2 separate regions of the Mus musculus genome follow, and region 1 is linked to region 2. Evidence: chromatin contacts called from public Hi-C data. All regions are on one chromosome and are shown on one strand. The core of a region is the stretch at or near the end of the contact, and the rest is flanking DNA. Distances in the headings are between cores, read along the strand shown. Region 1 holds the start of Dennd1a (DENN/MADD domain containing 1A). Region 2 overlaps Dennd1a (DENN/MADD domain containing 1A).

Region 1 (2,700 bases), core at 134-2,633, 39 kb before region 2:
GTACAGTTTAACATGGTAGAAGGAGAAGACATGGCAGCAGAAAAGTGAGGCTGCTAGTCACAATGACTGAATCCAGTCAGAAAGCACAGAGAGAGATGAATGCTGCCTTCCCCGTTCATTTAAGCCAGCCCATGGAAGAGGCCACCCTCCTGAATTAAACTAATCTGGAAACTCCCTCAGATATTTCCAGAATTTTCTCACCTAGGTGATTGGTTATAGAATCTGGTCCTCACAGCAAAATAGCCACCATCTTCACATCAGCTGTGCCTGCTTGCAGAAGGTCATCAGGAGCAGGCCTGTTGGCTGTTAACAGTTTCTCAGAGGGGACTCCACCCGGTTCTCCCAGCCATTTGTATGCAATCTACTCTAATTGCACATTCCTCTGGGCCCAGGGAGGTGCTGTAGTACACAGATTGTAGTAGTTTATAGGAGGTTAACTAAAGAAAACTGTATATATGTCTACAGGAAGCTTTCGGTCATAGAAGGGTAGGTTTTTGTTTTTGTTTTTCAAGACAGGGTTTCACTGTGTAGCCCTGGCTCTCTTGGAACTAGTTCTGTAGACCAGGCTGGCCTCAAATTCACAGAGATCCACTAGCCTCCCCTACTCAAATGCTGGGATTAAAGAGTCTTGGGGGGAGGGGGGCGGGAACACGGACAACGACGACGATGATGGTGTGCACTTTCCAGTGCAGCTGCTTTGGAGTCACCCACACTCCTGTAAGCAACCCCCACTCATGCTTTCTAAGAAAGTCCAATAAAGTCATTGGTTCCACAGGTTAAACATTTGGACTAACTCACCCTCAGCACCTGGCATGCAGTTCTATGATACCCCATTTCCTGGGATGGGCCGGCTTTTCTCCCAAGCTCCTACTTATGGAGGTATTAAAAAAACAAAACCAAAAACAAAACCAAAAAAACAAACAAAAAAACCAACTCTTTAAAGCTAAACATCCATGGTCTGTGAACTTCAGTTTTCAAATTCGGGAAACCAGAACCCTGAAGCCTGACTCAGTGAAACTGGAGTCATTGTGAGTTCCTGAGAGGGGAGGACAACTGTTTCCTCCAATTCAGACACCCCCCTCCCCGAATTTTAGCCTGTCAAAAATTCTCCACTTGAGGAGTGGACGAAGGCTTCTTTAGTGGCCTCTGGGGACACGATGGAAGTTCCTTCAGGTCGCTTTGGGTGGATTCTGATGAAAAGCAGTGGGACAAAGGTCCCTAGGTCTCTTCTCAGAGAAGCCACAGACCTTTCGGGTAGACCACTGTCCTGCTGCGCGCTTCCCGCCCCCCGGGGCCACCCTCACGCGAGTGGACTACACTTCCCAGCAGCCCCCGCGGTCAGCGGCGCGGGCGGGAGGGGGCGGCGGTGTGAGAGACGGAGGGGGCGGCGCGCGCCGGGTACGCGCGCGGGCGACCATGGCGCTCGCCCGGCTGGAGCGAGTACTTTAACCCCGGGAGGCGACAGCAGCTGCGGCGGCCGGGGAGCGAGCCTCGAGCGGGCGGGCCCCTGCCTGAGGGAAGGGAGGAAGGGGCGGGGAGAGCTCCTGAGGGAGGCCTGTCGGCCGCGGGCGGGCGGGCAGTGCAGTGCAGCGCAGCACCGAGCGGGGCCCGCGGGTCCATGAGGAGGCCCCGGGACCATGGGCTCCAGGATCAAGTGAGTGCGGCCGGGCGGAGCCGGGCGCGGGGGAGGCGAGGCTGGGCTAGAGCTGCAGGCCGTGGGCCGCGCTTGGGGGACTTGTTGCCCAGACCGGAGGGGCGCCCCGCGTGGAGGCGTCAAGCGGGGAGGGGGACGGTTGCCATGGTGATGCGGGAAGGCTCGGGGACGGGGTGCGTGTGGGGTGGAGGGGCGCGGATGATCAGATGCCCCCTCCTCACCTGAGGGCGGGAACTGCTGACGCGGTGGCTCCCTAGGCGGGATGTACAGAGCCCCAGAAAACTGTCAGACTGCTGCTGGGAGAGGGGAGGTCTCCGGAAGCAAGTCTTCATAAGGGTGTGTTTGGGGGCGACCCCGAGAGTTGGCAGGTCCTGAGAGGTTGCAGCCTGTCTGCGTGAGGCCTGTAATCATTCCAGAAGTGGTGTGAGGTTCTTAGAGGGAGGGGGCTTCTGGGACATTTAAGGCCTGGATGGCCTGCCTGCACAGGAAGGCGCTTTGCCTTTGCTGACTCTTCCTCTTATCTGAGTCTGCACACAAGCCAGGGCCAAAGGCTATGAAGGAAGACACCTTTAGCTGTCACTGAGCACCTGATTTTGAAAAGGTTTTGCAATCCAGTCAGGCACATTCCCTTACTCCTTCTTCATTTGCTTGGAGCCCCTGGTTGAGGCTTCGTTTTCTCGTGAAAATGCTGATACTTGTAACTTAAGTACCCACCGAAACATTAGAAGTTGTCTTTGGGAATTACAACTTTTCTGTGGTCCAATTTGGGTGTTGTTGCCTTGGTCTCTATCTCCCCTCCCAGCTAAGACCAATTCTGGCCACTCCCTTCCTCAGCCCTAGGACTCAGATGCTTACTCTCTTTCTCTCTCTCTCTCTAATCATTAGCAAATGCTCACTTTTTCTCTATGACTAATAGAATTGCTTAAGGACATTGAAAAACAAAGTTGACAGCATAGGCTTTTCTGGAAAACAGCATTCATAAGACACCATAAACCCTCTTATAGGAAAGTCCGTGGAATGTGATTATTTCAGCATTTTGAGAATTG
Region 2 (2,700 bases), core at 28-2,527:
GAAGTCAGGGCTGGAATTCAAACAGGGCAGACACCCGGAGTCAGGAACTGATGCAGAGGACATGGAGGAGTGCTGTTAACTGGCTTGCGTCACATGGTTTGCTCAGCCTACTTTCTTATAGAACCCAGGACCACCAGCCCAGGGGTGACACCAGCCACCATGGGCTGTGTCCTCCTCCACCAATTACTAATTAAGAAAATACCCTACTGGTTTGCCTCAACCAGATCTTATGGAGGCATTTTCTCAATTGAGGCTCCATCCCTGCCAGTGACTCTAGCTTGTGTCAAGTTGACATAAAACTAGCCATCATAGGAGACTTGAGCTGAAGTTTGAGATTAGAAACTTCTTGAAAGGCTGAGAAGATAGGTCCTTGTTGAAGGGAAGAGCAGCTGAGTAATTTAGGACAGGCAAGTGCCTGGTGCCTTATGTGTCAGTTCCATGGTCTTTTGCTGTTTCCTTGCCTTGTCTTTAGCATTTGTGCTATTTGTGGGCCTTAGTGGTTCTAATCTCCAATCCAGGGCTAAATGTAACCTATATTAGGAGTTGTAGAAAATTATTTGTGGTCCTGCAAAAGCACTGTTTATGATCACAGAATCCAAGAAATATTTAGTAAATGATGGTCGTTGTACAGTAATAATACTATTACTAGAATCGGAACATGGTTTGATAGAGACATCCTGGTTCTTTATGGCTAGAATTTACGGTGCAACACCATAGGATATGCTAGTGAGTGGCAAAGAATATGTTTGGCAGGCAGAGTCCCAGATGAGGGCACGTATAAGAGTAAAAGGCAATTAATAATGGGGCATCATGGCAGAACCAGGACATTTCCATGGTAATATGCTAAGATGTATCACAAAGGGCTCTGGGAAAACTTGGGTCCATATTGGAAAATTGGCTCTGAACATGGTATTCTCAGCATCATTACGTGTTCTAAATTAGCAGTGAGTGTTAATAGGACAGAAATAGGATTTTCAGCTTCTTTAGCCAAGTAGTTAAAAATACTGAGTGTCTTGAAGAGTGTTGGAGGAATAAGCGGTCTCAAGGTGCTCTCAGATCCTGTGCAAGTTGCTATGGCCTTTATTGTTTACAGGTTTAATGAGAAAATTAAGAAAGGATTGCTTGGCCACTTGCATTTAGAGGAGGCACTTTTTAATTTACTTTTTGATTTGCAGAGAAATAAAAAAATGTCTCCATCTGCACTGGCTTCATTGGCCCTTAAAATAACTTATGTATATTTGTTATGTTATGTAACCTGTCACAACATTAGTCACCACTTCTTCCATAAGGCAACATGTAAACCATCATGGGTAAGCATGACTAGAGCTTATAATTATAGACCAGTTTGTTCTTAGCATTTTAGTCAGCTTCTGCTTTCTTTCTTTTGAGAGAGAGAGAGAGAGAGAAAGAGAGAGAGAGAGAGAGACAGACAGACAGACAGACAGACACACACACACAGAGACAGAGACAGACAGACAACACTGGCTGGCTGACTGATTGACTGGCTGACAGGCTGGCTGTTATAATCTTTGGCTCCACACAGTAGAACTCTGCCTGCTGAGCTAAGAATCTTAGGCTTATTACTTAATCCATTGGAGTGAGGGGAGGAGGGAGAGACAGAAAGGCAGGAATACTCACTCCCTCTTTCTCTCTCTCTCTCTCTCTCTCTCTCTCTCTCTTTCTTTCTACTTGTATTCTTGGGATACTTGTTTCTACAAATGACCTTTTTCTTTGAAACATACCTTTCATTAGAAAAATAACATTGAAAGGTACTGAGATGTACTCTATTCATTTTATGTACAATTTAGTAGTATACACTAAATTATTTGGGAGAATTCCAGTTGACTGGATCAGTGGTTCTAAAATATGGTCACAAGTCAAGTAGAACTGCTATGAGCTACTGGCTACTTGTTAGGAAGATTCTGGGAGGAAGAAGTCTGTCTTTTAATTAGTCCTCTAATTAATTGTAGTCCATACTAAAGATTGAAGCATGTGGACCTGGATGATCATACCTTTCATTTCTTTTAGACTCCTGGAAGACTAGTTTCCACTTCCTTTGTCCCTTACAAATATCTACGTGGTTAGGTATGGAGGAAACACTACCTGACATGAGAGACCATACCCTGTTCTTCAGCAGCTTATGTGTAGAAGAGGAAAGCTAACCATAACCAGTGTTGAGACTGGTATAATGTGGAGAATTAAATTAGGTGCTGGACAGTGTGATGGAGTTGGTCTTTCTGAGTAGGGTTTTGAGTGACAGAAAGAATCACTATGTGAAAATTTCTGTGAAGGGTCTTAACATAGGGGTGAGTGAGCGGCAGAAGACCAGTGTGCCTGGGTCTAGTGAGCCAGAAGAAAGAAATCAGATAGGTATGCAGAGGCCAGATCATGTAGGCTCTGCCTCCCCTTTGTCTTTAACTCTATTTTAAAAAATTATGGCAATATACATAAAATAAAAATGTTTATTCTAACCATTTAAAAGTGCTCAGTTCAATGGCATTAGATGCATCTGTATTGTTCTGCATCCATCTGGCACTAGAATTTGAAGTTTGTGGGGTTTGTGTATGTGGAATGCTTTGGATACATTTAGCATGAAGGGCTGACATGGTCTGAATTTTAGAATGAACGGACCGCTGCATGAAAAATAGAGGTATAATCATATGGAGGAAAGAATGGAAGTAGGGAGACTGTCAGGAGAGT

Evidence for each region. Hi-C and Micro-C count contacts between places; a contact is called where the count stands out from the background.
Region 1: a Hi-C map of cortical neurons shows a contact between it and region 2, with 1.9 times the contacts expected there. The contact joins the promoter of Dennd1a here to the enhancer-like site in region 2. A contact is called at or near these places in 1 of 39 promoter capture datasets (hippocampal neurons), 3 of 484 Hi-C or Micro-C datasets (cortical neurons, liver and myocytes), 6 of 115 datasets of contacts at active chromatin or transcription factors (CD8 T cells, the SCID.adh cell line, embryonic limb bud and 1 more) and 3 of 9 other capture datasets (adipose tissue, liver and pancreatic islet).

The regions. Positions count from the first base shown.
Region 1 is chr2:38,286,067-38,288,766 of GRCm38.p6, reverse strand. Dennd1a (DENN/MADD domain containing 1A) reads left to right here and starts at 1,383. Exons shown (of 23, transcript NM_001362973.1): 1 at 1,383-1,654. The coding sequence starts at 1,638.
Region 2 is chr2:38,247,103-38,249,802 of GRCm38.p6, reverse strand. All of the region lies in intron 1 of Dennd1a (DENN/MADD domain containing 1A), which reads left to right. Among named protein-coding and RNA genes, the nearest start is that of Dennd1a, 39 kb to the left of the region's middle. Within about 2 kb of position 1,277, at least 4 of the 459 cell types and tissues checked have an H3K27ac peak or open chromatin away from gene starts, as enhancers often do. A contact at or near this core is called in cortical neurons, where this site is marked.